Regions from separate parts of the Mus musculus genome. Here region 2 is linked to region 1. The links are chromatin contacts, called in public promoter capture Hi-C maps. All regions are on one chromosome and are shown on one strand. The core of a region is the stretch at or near the end of the contact, and the rest is flanking DNA. Distances in the headings are between cores, read along the strand shown.

What was found. Capture Hi-C pulls out chosen DNA fragments and counts their contacts.
Region 2: a promoter capture Hi-C map of pancreatic islet shows a contact between it and region 1. The contact joins two enhancer-like sites. A contact is called at or near these places in 4 of 115 datasets of contacts at active chromatin or transcription factors (the SCID.adh cell line, embryonic stem cells and neural tube) and 3 of 9 other capture datasets (adipose tissue, liver and pancreatic islet).

Annotation. Positions count from the first base shown.
Region 1 is chr5:73,063,524-73,071,391 of GRCm38.p6, reverse strand. It overlaps Fryl (FRY like transcription coactivator), which reads left to right. Exons shown (of 63, transcript NM_028194.2): 42 at 83-287; 43 at 1,388-1,509; 44 at 2,478-2,668; 45 at 4,024-4,118; 46 at 5,846-6,453; 47 at 6,789-6,886. Among named protein-coding and RNA genes, the nearest start is that of Slc10a4, 61 kb to the right of the region's middle. Within about 2 kb of position 4,166, at least 7 of the 459 cell types and tissues checked have an H3K27ac peak or open chromatin away from gene starts, as enhancers often do. A contact at or near this core is called in pancreatic islet, where this site is marked.
Region 2 is chr5:73,260,679-73,268,546 of GRCm38.p6, reverse strand. No RefSeq gene overlaps it. Among named protein-coding and RNA genes, the nearest start is that of Fryl, 8.0 kb to the right of the region's middle. Within about 2 kb of position 2,891, at least 86 of the 459 cell types and tissues checked have an H3K27ac peak or open chromatin away from gene starts, as enhancers often do. A contact at or near this core is called in pancreatic islet, where this site is marked.

The DNA.
Region 1 (7,868 bases), core at 2,917-5,416:
GAGTAGCAACGCACAGTGCCGGTTTTATGCACACTCCCATAGTCCTGTTGTGCGTGTGTTCACGGTTGGCTTTCTCTCTCAGCAGGCATTAACGATTTTACACCCGATTACCAGCCGTCCCCTATGACCGACTCAGGGCTTAGCTCCAGTTCTACCTCCTCTAGTATCAGCTTAGGAAACAACAGCGCTGCCATTTCACACCTCCACACCACCCTCCTCGGCGAGGTGGACCTCTCAGTGGAGCAGGATGGAAAAGTCAAAACCCTCATGGAGTTCATTACCTCAAGGTAACCGGGCGGCTCTCTCCATCCCAGCATCCCCAACATCCCATGGCATCCCCAGCATCCCTGGGGCCGAGCTAGCTTCGCTTCTGTCAAATGGCACAAGCCAGGTTTAGATTTTTCTGAAACCCTGTACTTTGAAACACACAAGTTTTTATTGTACTTATACATATTGTATATATATATATATATGACTTTTGAAAAAAAATACATATGGTATGTATATGACTAGATGCCAGAGATAACACTGTTATATGGAGTCATAATAGTCTAGTCAGTCAACCAGCAAATACTTTTTTAGGGCCTGCTGCATTCCATAATAGATAAATAGATGCCCTATGGTGAGAGCCAAAACTTCTTTACCACTGCCAAACTCACCGTTTTCTCAAAGTCCTGATGGGTAATGCCCAGAAAAGTGATTTCTACACAGTGCTAGAGAACCTGCAAAAATTCACACTGCAGAGCCTTGAAAACCAGGCCCATGGTTATAAATTATATTTAAAAAAAAATAAAAGTGTTGGCTGGAGAGTTGGCTCCGCAGTGGCCGAGGATACAGGGTTTGCTCACAGCCCTCTGCTAACTCCAGTCCCTGGGGATCTGACTTCCTCTTCCAACCTCAAAGGGCCACAGGGATGGCATGTCTTGCATATATACACATGCCTGTGCAACACACATAAAACAATAAATAACCATTTTATATGGGTTTTGCCTGTGCGTATGTCCCTCTGATATCTACCCAGAAATTGGGAGGTTAGTTTTTGTGGGAGATCAAGTCACGAAATTATGAAATGTAATTAGGGACTAGGAAAAATGACACTGAAGGAAACTACACAGGAATCCTAAATTTTAAATTTCCCTTTTCTATAAGCAGTCCTCTCATCGGGCTAGTCTGTCACCTTCTTTGGCCATCTCTGAGCTCCAGTCCTGTCTCCCAACATTTGCTGTGGGCCCATCCTTGTCCATGTGCTTAAATAATAGGAGTAGGTTGTAGCCCGTGATCTGATGAGTTCAGCCATCTCCCACGTGTCAAGGCGAAGTAGGGGCAGCTAAGGGCAAGAGCTTATGCCAACTCTAGACAAATGAATGTCGCTGTCCCCTGTTTTCAGAAAACGAGGGCCCCTTTGGAACCATGAGGACGTTTCTTCCAAGAACCCTAGCATCAAGAGTGCTGATCAGCTCGCCACGTTCCTGAAGCACGTGGTTTCCGTCTTCAAGCAGTCAAATGCAGGTACCGTCTTTGATGAATACACCACGCCACATTTGATCTCCATACAATGTCTGTATGGCTGTGAGGCCCAGCTAGAAGATTGGAAACTAATATTCTCCTATGTACACATTTTAAGAAAGATTTTCTTGTTTAGTATGTGAATGGTAACAGATGTATTGGTAAAGAAAAACTAGTAGTTAAAAATAAGATTTCTACCCATGGCATAGTCACATGGCTGACTGTAAAATTGTATAATACAATTTAGAGTTATGAAAAATGACATTAAAGCAGTGGTTTTCAGACTTTCTGATACTGCAACCCTTTAATTCAGTTCCTCATGTTTAGTGACCTCAACCATAAAATTATTTCTATTGCTACTTCATAACTGTTGCTTTGCTACTATTGTGACTCATAAATACCTGGTATGCAAGATATCTAATATGTGACCCCCAAAGTGGTCATAACTCACAGATTGAGAATCGCTGCCTCAAAGGGAAATATACAGCAATTATACATTTTAAAATCCTTTGTATGTAAGTCAAGTTTTCTGCAATTTAAAATTTACCACATTCTGACAGTCTTGGGAAAAGCAGCATTCTATGCAGACATGGCACTTGCCTGCTAGGAATAGGTTCTGCTCCTCCTTACCTTTGGCAGTGCCTAGAGTCATTTTTGTCCTCATTGTATAGTTGGCAAAGTAACTAGGGTGTTACTAAATACTATTCACTACCTAGGAAGGACATCCCTCTTTACAGTAAACTACCTGTTCCCAACTGTCAGCATGTCCGAGGGTGAGACCTAAGACATCCTGGTCCCCAGGATCCCTTCCCTGGAGATCAGAACAAAGATCTCTCCCCAGTGCAAACACAGTGCAATCACTGTACATAATTAAACTGTGCTCTGCAGGGCACTGGTGGTAACATGATTAGCGTCTGGCTACAAGTCTCCGAGTTGTACACAGGCACCCATGGTCTCCCGTGTCTTCTCAGAAGGAATACACTTGGAGCGTCATCTCAGCGAGGTGGCCCTGCAGACGGCCCTTTCGTGTTCTTCCCGACACTATGCTGGGCGATCCTTCCAGATTTTCAGGGCACTGAAGCAGCCCCTGTCTGCAGACACACTCTCCGATGTCCTCTCCCGGCTGGTGGAGACTGTAGGGGACCCCGGAGAGGATGCACAGGTAAGGTGCTTTACTCCCTCCTTTTGGGCAGTTATCAGCTGCTCCTAGGAGTGAAGGATTCACCCTCTGCAGCCAGATCCACACAACAGCTAGTTAATTACTGATGTCAGTCAGCAGCAGGCCTAGCAGTAGGAAGCAGAGTGAAGCCTCCTGCGGACTCTTTAAGAACCTATTTAGATCCTAATTTACGCCTATTAGAAAAAGCTTTTTCAACACATACATCTGCACCCTACCTAGATCTCACTCCATTGTCACAGAGGTAGGAGTGTTAGAATGTTACATTTCAATGGGAAGAGAGACAGAGTTTCATTTTTAAAGATAAGTAAGGTATGACACTGGAGAACTCTTTTGTTTGTTCAGCTGGCCCAGTGGGTTGTTTGATTTTTGACATTGGATCTTCAGTGACAAACCAGACAAGGTCTTGGCTTTCTGGAAATTGTAGAAAGAAGGGTTTAATCTACCAGCAACAGCCCACACAGTCTTACTTAATAGTAAATGCCATGAAGTACCAAGGTATTGATTTTAAGAGCCATGGAGAAGGGAGATCCAACCCACACACAATTACCTAAGTGATGATCTCTAAGGAGAGGCTGAAGGGAGCCAGGTCCTGTGAATATCTAGGTTGAGAACATCTCAGAGAGAAAACCAGGAGTCAGAAGCACAAAGGCCCTGTGGCACGAACAATAAGTCTTTGAAAAACTAGCAAACACTGAGAGGCAGGGGCCAGACATAACCAGTTCAGAAGGCAGAAGCCCGTATAGACTCGACATCTCACTTAGTGGAAGCCTCTCCAAGGTTTTGAGAAGAGAAAAGAAAGTATATGTGATATGATTGGCTTTATTATTTTGGAGGAGGGGTGGCCTCTCGGAGCTGTCTAGGTGGCCTCCTTTGCAGGAGTTGAGGGGCCAGGTAGAGTTGGAGAGGTCTAACAGGAGGCTGTTGAAAGAGTCCAGGCTGAAGTTGTACGTTCCACTCAAAGAGACTGACTACAGGAGGTGTGGGGAGAGAAGTTAGGGTTAGGGTATATTTTAAAAGGATAATTTCAAGACTTGATGACAGGATTCAGTATGCATATAGAGATAGTAACAACGATAGTGCCAAAGACTTGTGGCCTGAGCAATTTGTGGCAATTACGATGCCATTAAAATCAGCCCACGCCATTAGCCTGAGGAGCGCTCACCAATCAGCAAAGTCATGTTGCTTAGAAGGTTAATTATTGTGTAACACAAATGTGAGGTTGAGTCTATTTTTAAATCTCCCCTGGAAGTCCATTGCCATTTAAAAAAAAAATGACAACTACAACAACAACAAAAAACCCAGAACGTAATTAATGACAGGCTGTCCTTTGCCCCTAGGGATTTGTGATTGAACTGCTTCTCACCTTGGAATCTGCAATTGATACCTTGGCTGAAACCATGAAGCACTATGACCTGCTGTCTGCCCTCTCTCAGTAAGAACTTACAACCAGGCAACCCTGAATGCTGGGCTCACCTCCCAGCCCCACCCCCAGCATCTAAACGTGACTGTGGTGGCAGTGGGCGTGTCTAACATCAGTAGTGTGGGTAAACATCCCAAGAGTTCAGATAGTGCAAGATGGAGGCCTGCCTGCAGGACCCGGGAAGCCCTGGGTTTGATCCCTACCACCGAATAAACGTGGTGCAGTGGCTCCTGGCTGTGATTCCATCACTTGGAAGTTGGGAAGAGGTGGGTCAGAAAAGGAAGGTCAGCCTCGGCTGCATAGAGTGCTCAAGACCAGCCTGGAATACAAAAGGCCCCATCTAAAAGAAAAGACGGGGGAGGGAGAAGTCAGATGGGCTTAAGAGATGGCTCACCATCAACTCAGGTGGGAACTGAATTCAGTCTCCCATACCACAGCCTCCCCACAACTCCAGCCCCAAAAGGTCTGACACCCTCTTCTGCCATTCGAAGACATCCACAGAAACATGTGCATTATATGTGTGTGTGTGTGTGTGTGTGTGTGTGTGTGTGTGTGTGTGTGTGTGTGTATGTTAAACATGGAAAATGCTTACAAGTGAGAACCACCCTCGGGGAGGACTTTGCAGAACGTTCTAGAGCTGATCTTGGCAGTGCTCTCTCTTCCAGTTCCTAATTGAGGACCTTTTTACAGTCTAAGGAGGATCCACCAGCAAGCCCCATTGCTGTCACTCACAGCAGGGTGCAGTTACTCCCCGGGTGGTCCCTCAGGACACCTGCCTTTACCACAGTGCCACTTTCCCCAGAGCCACTCACTTCTCACTTGCTCTGCCTTGTGGCTCTCAAGCAGCTAGTCCCTGAAGTCCCTGTCAAAAGTCACCTCCTCCCTAAGCATTTCCGACTTCTCTTGCTAATTAATTTATCTTTGGGATTCCTAATTTTCCTTTATATTTTACTGATAACTATTAAAAGGGTACTTACTTTCCTTCATAGGTTTTATCTACTGCCCTATCTTTTTGCACACTTTTGGGACATATATAAAAGTAATTAATTTTAATCAGTTGGACATGCAGAAGAGGTAACAAGTCTGCATGCTTGGGTCGCATGGAGAGAATGTGGGATTGGGAGCAGGAGAGATGTAAGCATTGTCTAGTCCGACAGCCATGCTACAGACAGGGTCTGCTTTACAGGTAACTTGTATACTCTACCCGGGGCTGAGCTACTACTCCAGTAGTAAAAACCTCTTCTGAGCTCACAAGACACAGCCCTGGCAGAAGAAATCTTGTTGCACTTTTTGTTTTTATGTTGAGGCAAAACTGAAATCTCAGGAAACAAAGTCAGATAAAAAAGTTACCTTTTCAGACTTTAAGAATAAATTTAATGTAGCAAAATGGACTTCTTTTCCTGTCTTTCTTTCTTTTGTTCTATCATCTATCTTTCTACCTACTTATCCATCTATCCATCCTTATCTTTTTTTTTTAAAAGAACTTCCCTATTCACAAAGAATGCCTTAAAATCCTATAGCACAGGTATTTTTTTTTAAAGGTTTATTTATATAAGTACACTGTAGCTGTCTTCAGACACACCAGAAGAGGGCATCAGGTCCCATTACAGATGGCTGTGAGCCACCATGTGGTTACTGGGAATTGAACTCGGGGGACCTCTGAAAGAGTGGTCAGTGCTCGTAACTACTGAGCCATCTCCCCAGCCCCCTCCATCTCTTTTCTTTCTTTGGTTTTTTAGATCCTCATACCACGATCCTGTCATGGGAAACAAGTATGCAGCTAACAGGAAAAGCACTGGCCAGCTCAATCTAAGCACAAGTCCCATTAACAGCAGCGGCCATTTGGGATGCAACGGGGACACAAGAAGTAACTCTTTGAGGTTAAGTCTAGTTGGTGACCGCAGAGGTGACCGGCGGCGGAGTAACACACTGGACATAACGGATGGACGGATAAACCACGGTGGTAGCTTGGCGAGGACTCGAAGCCTTTCCTCGCTGAGAGAGAAAGGTGTGTACGACACGCAGCCCCCGACGGAGCCGAGCAACCTGATGGCCACCATCTTTTGGATAGCAACATCTCTGTTAGAATCCGACTATGAATATGAATACCTCCTGGCTCTCAGGCTTCTGAGCAAACTGCTCACCCACTTGCCTCTGGATAAGTCAGAGAGCCGGGAGAAGATCGAGAACGTACAGAGCAAGTTGAAATGGAGTAACTTCCCCGGCCTTCAGCAGCTCTTCCTTAAGGGCTTTACCTCAGTGTCTACCCAAGAGATGACCGTGCACCTCCTCAGTCAGCTCATTTCCGTCTCCAAACACACACTGGTGGATCCGTCCCAGGTGTCAGGTGATGTTGAGAGTCTGTTACTATCCTTACCTTTTCAGGGTGTGCCCTGGGGGGTTGGAGATTGAACCTAGTTTCCTGCCAATGCTAAGCAGACATACAGCCATTGAGCTCCATCCTCGGCCTAGAAATTGCTAATTTCTGCATCATCATCATCATAATAAATATCAACAACAACAACAACAACTTTTCATGTTAGATGAATTATCTGGTAAAAATTTATAGGATCAGATACCACATAAAACTGAATTTCTGTAGACCATTTAAACCTGCCTTTTAGCTTTCTAAATATTGTGCAATAAAGTTGGTTCTTGTTTGCTTTTTCCCCCCCACCGTAGGCTTTCCTCTTAACATCCTCTGCTTACTGCCTCACCTAATCCAGCATTTTGACAGCCCAACTCAGTTTTGCAAAGAGACAGCTAGCCGGATAGCAAAGGTAAGCAAATGCGAAAGGCCCGGTCCCTGCGGGCAGGCGCTGTCCTGCCCGGCAGGTCCTCTCTTCCGGAACTTTGCCTCTAATGTTTATTCTGTCCATCACAAGGAGCTACAGCAAAGCCAGTGAATAAAAATATCAAATTACAGTGACCCTCCTGAGTCTTGAGTCTTTTTCTGCTCCTTTTCCTACTTTTCTTCTCTACGACTCTGTCTGTCTGTCTTTCATTCATTTATTTACTGGCAAAGCCAGACCAGGCCCTGGGCTGCCATCCTCACGGGCCATGGAGCGGGGACACAGGCATGGAAGCAGAAGCCAGCCTAGAGTCCGGTGAGGCTCCAGGCAGTGGGAACAGAGCCTCTAGGTCACAGACAGCAGAGGTCTCTAGAGGAGGGCCTGTCTAGGCTTGGACTGATGATCAAACAGGAACCACCAAAGTGAAATTCCTGAGTGAGAAGCTACGAGGGGACCAGGAACTGAAGTTTGCTGGGCAGAGGAAATTGCATGTGCAGAAAGCTGGGGGGATGCTCATCTGTTAAGAGAGCCCTTGCTGCTCTTGCCAAAGACCTGAGCTCACTTCCCAGCCCCCACACACTTATAGCATGTGCACATGCACACAGACCTGAGCTCACTTCCCAGCCCCCACACACTTATAGCATGTGCACATGCACACAGACCTGAGCTCACTTCCCAGCCCCCACACACTTATAGCATGTGCACATGCACACAGACCTGAGCTCACTTCCCAGCCCCCACACACATATAGCATGCGTACACGCACACAAATTAAATAGAAGTATTAAAGGAGAAAACTACCTGTGCAGAGTCCCCCAAAAGACAAGCCATAGTATATCTTGAGTTTCTTAAAATCCTTTCTACTTTTTTCTTTTTAACCCTTTCTTTTGTCTTTTCTCTCTGCCCCCTTATTTTTCCTTCCCACCGCACAGTTCCGAAAGCAGTAGTATAGCTATTTTTATATCATCTG
Region 2 (7,868 bases), core at 1,642-4,141, 200 kb before region 1:
TCAAGGGACCCTGTGTTTAATCACCAGCACTAAAGAAATGGGTAAACTAGAATAGTATAATATTCTATAGACCTAATATGACCTAATGTACTTATCCAGATTACTATTTTAATATCTGGCATAGTATAGATGTTATACAAATACTCGTGTTAAGAGATAATAAGAAAAAAAAAAGAGAGATGATGTCATAGACCTAGGTTGGCCTCCTACTTGGGAAGCCAAAGATGCCCCTCCCCAGTGCTGGAATCATAAGGGGGTGAGCTTGTGCTGTGCCTGGATCCACCCTAGGGTCTTGTGCTGTGCCCGGATCCACCCTAGGGTCTTCTCCATGCTCGGTGAGCACTCTACCAATTGAGCCACACCTTGAGTATTTGAGTTGGTTAAATCAGTGCCTAAGTCATAGCCAGGGAGGTTGAGTGTGCGTCAGACACTGATCTCTGTTTGGAAGGATGTATTTGATGGGACAAGCTCCCCGCTCTTCTGAGAAACCCACCCACTCACCCTAGGCCTTACGTCTGTTAGTTTGCTGTGAGGAGGGAAAGCCTGGGATGTGAGTCTTGAGGGTAAGAGAGCGAGTCTGGAGACCAAGGTGGGGAATGAAATCCTCCATTTTGTGCCAGTGGTTCCTAGCTTCTCCCAGCAGGCCTTTTAGACTTGTGTACTCGATTCACCCGGAGTTTCTAATTCTCAAGAGGCCAGGTGTCTCCAGCTGGCACCCGGAGATTGATGGGAAGGAGTGTTTGCTTCTTTGAGGTTGTCAGATAAAGTGCAGATGTCCAGTGAAGTCTGATTCTAGATAAACAGGGGACGCTTTACAGGATAAATATGCCCTAAATATTACATTGGGTACATTGGGGTTGTAACGAGTTCTCTCGTAAGAGCTTCTACAGATGCCCTGGCTGCATCCGGACCTCATTCCCAGCAAACAATGTGCCTTCCCACCAGGATCTAGCCAGACTGCCGGCCCTATAGAGTGCATCTCTGTTGTTCTCTTCTCCCCTTCCTGCCTCACTCTTACCTTTCTTTTCTAGTTATCCTCTCCCAGAATCCTGCAAACTGACTTGCAGGCCATATGAATTTCACTTCCTTAGAGGGCAGGTAGCAGTGCCTACCTATGACTCTCAGTGGAGTTGTATGAAGTGTCAGGGAGTTTGTATGTACACTTAAGTCATCATGATACTGGGAGGGCCCGAAGATGCTCAGACAGTAAAAGCACCTACCACCAAGGCCATGGCCTGAGTTCGGTCCTCAGACTGCACATGGTTAAATGAGATAATTGACATGTAACTTTAATTTTTTTCTATTCTTTTTAAAATAAAGGTTCTTTTTTTTTTTAAAGATTTATTTATTTATTATATGTAAGTACACTGTAGCTGTCTTCAGACATACCAGAAGAGGGAGTCAGATCTCGTTAGGGATGGTTGTGAGCCACCATGTGGTTGCTGGGATTTGAACTCAGGACCTTTGGAAGAGCAGTCGGGTGCTCTTACCTGCTGAGCCATCTCACCAGCCCAAAATAAAGGTTCTTAAATGCTTTAACCAGAGGTAGTGGAAAAGAAAGGACACAGGCAAAGTGGACATGCTTAAAAGTGGTTCTTTGGAGCAACTCTTCTCTGTGTTGTCTGGAAGATGGCAGTTTATCTCACAGGTTAGCAGAGGTAGCTTGATCCACTCGCAGACACTTCACTGATACACCAGCTGTCCAGTTAGGTAGACTACGTGGGGGGGGGGGGCAAACAGGAATCAGCAGCACTGGAACTACCTGCACAGACAGCCCGGCCTCAGCCTCGGTCGGCTTCAGTAAGCAGGAGGGGAACCAGGAGGGATGCCTGGAGAGGTTTTTGGCTCTACCTCTCTCAGCAAAGTGAAGATCAGAGACCAACAAGCATTGTACAGCTAGCTCTATACACTCCCTCCAAACATCACATGTCCTCCCCGGGTCTGTCTCAGCTGACATCACTCTGCCAATCTGCTCGAGTCTGCAGAAGCAACAAGAAACTGCAGCACACCACCAAAAGTTTTTCTGGTGCGTTTCTCTCTATGGAGTCCTGACAAATGTAGCTCAATGCTGCATGTAAGGCAGACCAATACATGCATGTCATTAGCACAGATTCCTTCATCACGTCTCCTCTCATGTGCTTGCTTTAGCAGAACACCCTCTCTCCTGTGTCTGCTTCAAAGAAACATTCCTTCACAAGTCTGCTTTAGCCTTTCACCTGTGTCCACGTCAGGAAAACGCTCCTTCCCGTGTCTGCCCCAGCAAAGCACCATCCGACACAACTGACTTTCCAAGGAACCCTTAAGTTGCCACTTCACTGACGTCCTTTGACTGTGGCCCACATGGTGCGTGCACATACAAAACAAACAGGCAATAAAAGAACAGTACCTGGTTATAGGTAAAATAGTAACATCTTGGTCGACTAGATCCTAGACTTCGAAACTACAGTGCAGAGTCTAGGGTCTAGATGTCTGTGGGATAATTGGACCACTGTAGCCATTACTTTTGTCACACACTAACTCATTTTATCCATTCAAACGTGTGTGTGTGTGTGTGTGTGTGCATGTGTGTGTGTGTATGTGTGTGATCTCTTTGGAAATTTTGTGCAATGTGTTTTGCTCCTATCCACTTCCCCGACCCCAATCCCCTGACTCCCAGAGTTAGACTTTCAACACTGCAAATCTAACCTTGGATTTACTGCTTTAAATGGTTTTCTACAGCTCTGAATAAGATCTGCTGGGCACTGAATATGATCTGTTTACCCAGTGCCACAGCTTCTCTGCTTGCCCTTCTTCCCTTCACTGTGGATTTTCGAGGCACACAGGCCTCCTGGGACTGCCAATGTGCCACAGGTGCTAGACTTCTCATCTAAGATATTTCCTTCCTGTCCCCCCCACCCCCCTTCTTCCTACGTCAGCACGGTCTCAGGTTTCAGTCTGTCAACAACATGTTCCTCAGAAAGGCTGTTCCTGGCCTCCTGGCCTAGATTACAATTCAGAGTTTAGACCTCTGCTTCTCTTTCACGGACATTTATTATGTGTGTAATTAGATACCTGTCTGACCATTATACTAGAAGCTCCGAGAGGACAGGGCTCATGTTTATCTTGTGAGGCACAGTAGTCCCAGAGCTACAGTCTTCTTGGTCACTGGTCTATTGCTGTGAAGAGACGCTATGACCAAGGCAACTCTTATAAAAGAAAGCATTTAATCAGGGCTTGCTAAAGTTTTTGAGGTTTGGTCCATTATCATCACAGCAGGAAATATGGCCGCATGCAGGCAGACATGAGCTGGGGAAGTAGCTGAGGGTTCTATATCCAGATCCTCGGGCAGCAGGATGAGAAAGATACCAGGTTTAACTGAAAACTCAAGGCTCCAGTGACACACCTCCTCCAACAAGGCCACACTAACTCCAACATGGCCATACCTCCTAATCCTTCTCAAGTAGTGTCACTCCCCGATAACCGAGCACTCCCACATAACAATCTACTGGGGCCTTTCTTATCTAGTACTGACTAAACAAATAAACCAAAACAAAAAAAGTCTAAACAGAGAATTTTTTTTTAAGGATGCATATATGCATGTGTTTGTGCGTTTGTGGGTATGTACACATGAGTGTGGCCTATGGAGGCCAGAAGATGTTGGAGCCTCTGGGGATGGAGTTACACATAGTTGTGAGAGGCCCAGTGTTGGTGCTGGGAACTGAACCTGGGTCCTCTGGAGTGCAGCAAGCATGGGAGCTGAGGCCCTTTTTTTCAGTCACCAAGATGGCTAGTTTTGTTAGTTTTGTCTGTTTTGAGGCAGGCTTCCTTTAGTACATACAGGCTGTCTCTGAGCTTGTTACGTGGCCAGCAGTGACCTTTGAACTATTGAATTCCATTACCTAAATTTGTAGGGATAATAAGCTAAGAATAGGAATTCTTTTTGAAATTTTGTATTGCCGGGGGGGGGGATCAAAATAATAATATCCCATAGTATAAAAATGAAATTACATATGAAATTTTAATTTTAGTATCAATAAGATGTTATCGTAACAGATCCCTCCGTTCTGGTCTACTGTATTGTTTTTGGTCAGGTTTGTGCTCCAGCAGCCGAGTGTAGCTGCAACAGAGACTGTACAGCCTGAGAAGCTCAGTACAGCTACACTCTGATCTTACAGGGGAGGATTTGTCAATCCCTGTGCCAGACAACAGTATTTGGGATCTCTGGGTAGCTTGTGTTCAAAAGTCTCTTGCAGGTGGCTTTGCTCAGTTGTCAACTCCTTGCTTCGGTTGCAGAGACAGTGTTCCATTTATGTTTGCTTAGTTGGTAGGATTAATTAAAGAGAGTTTCTTTTGTCCTTTGTTTTTCTTCTTCTCTATCAACAGACAACCCCCCCACCCCCCCCTCACCCCCCCCCCCCCCGCCGCCACATACACACACAAAGGAGATCAGTGTCTGGTCGTGTAACTATCTATGCCACCACCCACCCTCAGCATAATTTCTAGTTCCTTGGATAATCCATGAAATCCTATTCAAAGTAAAAAGTTGAGAGCTGGTTGCAAGCACTTGAAATACAGTGCCTATACATATTTCTATTGACTCTTCTTTTATCCATACATGGGAACATATTGAATATTGCTTCCTGCTTTCTTTAAAGTGTTCCAGCTCTTCCAAGGTACAAAGTCATACTTTGCAGGACACTTGATAATATATCTTGAAGTCTAGCAAGTTTTAAGGTCATTTCTAAGTGGGTACTAATAACATCAGCACAGTGACAGAGGAACCAAGCGTGGGACATGCAGCCTAAGGAGTTGGAGGGAAAAGGATAGTAGGCCCAAGAGTAACCTGTCAGAAAACTGGGTCCCCACCAAAAGTAGGGTTGGGGGGGACAGCACTTGTCTTGATTATGAGAGACTGGAAAGCCAATTCTCAGTCCCACCAAAAAGAAAAACAAATAAACAACCACAAAAACTAGTCATGGGAAAGCAAGCCATTTAGTCTTTCAGGTACGCTAATTTAAAAAAAAAATGAAAAATCACCTACTGCGTGTGCTTTGGGTGCTGGACTCAGTGGTCCTTTCATGGCAAAAGGGACTGAACTGGATCTAGGTGGCCTTTCTATGATGCCTTTTGCTTCTCCAAGTTAAATGATACGCCCAAGATACATGACGAGTCCACCACGGATATTCAGCTAGAGAGCTAATGAATCTGTGGTGTATTTCTTCTTCTTTCTAGTAACATTTTCACCCAGCAGCTGCCTTTAGAATGTAACTCCTTCTGTGATGAGAAAAGAGACGGGAAATGACCAAATATCAACAACCAACCATAAAGTACTTTAGATAAAGTTATTTTGTTGGTAAAGGCAGCTCAGTTAATAGATGTGTTTTTGGGGGTGGTAGTGGTGGTGGTGTCTCATCTGTATTCATCACGTACTCCAGATTAGAATATAATGTTTCCAGACTTTACCATGGCGTTGGGAGGTTTTTCTTTACCAGGTGGTTAGCCGTTATAAACTATCCCGCCACGAGGACCTTATATCTGATTGGTCTGTGCTATTACCCCAACATGCTTCAGTGTCATACCTGTGCCCTGTCACATAGGATAGACAGACATTGATTGGCCATTCACCTAAGGAATTAAAGGTCCAAGGGAAACGCATATGCCATGTGCTTGAGATGTTGTTTATTTAAACTTCGTGTGTGTGTGTGTGTGTGTGTGTGTGTGTGTGTGTGTGTGTGTGTGAAAAAGAGAGAGAGAGAGAGAGAGAGAGAGAGGGAGGGAGGAGGGGTGCAGGTATGTGCACACATGGAGCTCAGAGGGTGACAGCCTTGGGGGCTCTCTCCTTACACCTTGCGGAGGCAGAGTCTCTTGTTTCTACCTTGCTGCATATGAGAGAGGCCTGCAAGCTTCCGCCAGTTCTCAGTTACCGCTTTCTGCCTCTCCACTCACCTTCACTCACCTTCGTAGTAGAGGTCTGACAGATTTGTGCCACCACATCCGTGCTTTCTTCGCATGGTTTGTAGAAGCGAAGGCTCTCAAGCTTTCATGGCACCTGCTCTCATCCTTTGAGTCACCTTGCTGGCTCTAGAAATATCTTAAAAAGAAAATTGAAATGTGTATTGTTTTCCTCCTTCACAAAGAACAGCAGAATCCTCTAAGGATTCAAAAGTGTTTTTTAAGAGCAGCAAGGCTTCCCAAGAGAAGGAGAGGAGCTCTAGGGAGCACAGTAGATAAAGAAGGAACTCCAGAATTACTCAGGAAAACCTCAGAGGCCAGGGTTAGGGAGATGGCTCAGCATGGAAGAGCACTGGTGGCTCTTGCAGGGGAGATGGCTCAGCACAGAGCAGCACTGGCTGCTCGCAGAGGAGCTGTTCCTAGCACTCACAGATGGCTTACAACCATCTGTAATTCCAATTCTATACATCCAAGGGGTTTCTTCTGACCTCCTCCAGCTCCTAAATAAACACACACACACACACACACACACACACCAGCTCCAGAAGAAGCACTAATTTTTCTCATATATTCTGACAGGTAGCAAACAGTATGATTAAAATGATTCAGTCATATATACTTACAGTAGGGCAAAAATTTATGATGTTTTCTCCTTATAAGTATTTAAATATAAATATAGGGAAATATTTTTTTCTTAGTTTTCAAATAATTTTTCTCCTTAAGAATATTATGGGGAAATGCTAAGACTATATTAATATCCAAACTACCTTTTGAGGAAGGTCAAAAGGCCATGGAAATGGCTCAGGAATCAGAGTGCTTTTCGTGCTGGGTGTGGTGGCTCATAGCTTTAGTCTCAGAACTCAGCAGGCAGAAGCTTATGGATCTATGAGTTGGAGGGTTAGCCTGGTCTTAACACTGAGTTCCAGGTCTGCCAGGGCTACACAGTGAGACCCTTTATTTGTTCGTTTTGTTTCGTGTTAAGATTTTTGTGCTAGCCCGAGGACCTGGCTTAGGATCTTTAACATTAATGTAAAAATCCAGGTGCCTCCAGGTGCCTAGCTGAAAACCTAGCATCTAGGTGGTGGAGACAGGAGGGTCCCTGGGCCTCACTGCCCATCCAAATCCCATCTAGTTAAGTCACAAAGTTCTGGGCCCAGTGAGATAGAGGAAGAACTCCATTGAGCCCCCACTTCCTGCCTTCACACGGACTCACATGCATCTGGATCTGCACATAGATGCGTGCATATGAACTTGTGCACACATATATACCACACATAGGCATAAAGAACAGGTGGAAAGGAATCTTAGATCAAGTAACGTAAAGGGAAGAGTATTCTAGACTCACTCAGAGGTCCCTGATATTAATGCAGCCAATTAAAAACTCATTGATTCTGAAGTAGTCAGTTCTAAATTTTTGCTCTTAAAATGTGCTCATTGTCAGATCCCATGGCACATTCCAGCAATCAGGAGGTAGAGTCAGGCAGATCTCTTGAGTTTGGGGCCAGCCTGGTCTACAGAGCTAGTTCCAGAATAGACAGCGTTACATAGAGAAATGCTGTCTTGAAAAACCCTTAAAAAAAAAAAAAAAAAAAACAATTTCTAGCCGGGCAGTGGTGGCGCACGCCTTTAATCCCAGCACTTGGGAGGCAGAGGCAGGCGGATTTCTGAGTTTGAGGCCAGCCTGGTCTACAAAGTGAGTTCCAGGACAGCCAGGGCTACACAGAGAAACCCTGTCTCGAAAAAACAAAAACAAAAACAAAAACAAAAACAAAAACAAAAACAAAACAAAACAAATGCCTCCCCAAAACCAAAAAACCAGTTTCTGGGGCTGGTGAGATGGCTCAGCGGGTAGGAGCACTGACTGCTCTTCCAAAGGTCCTGAGTTCAAATCCAAGTAACCACGTGGTGGCTCACAACCATCCGTAATGAGATCTGAT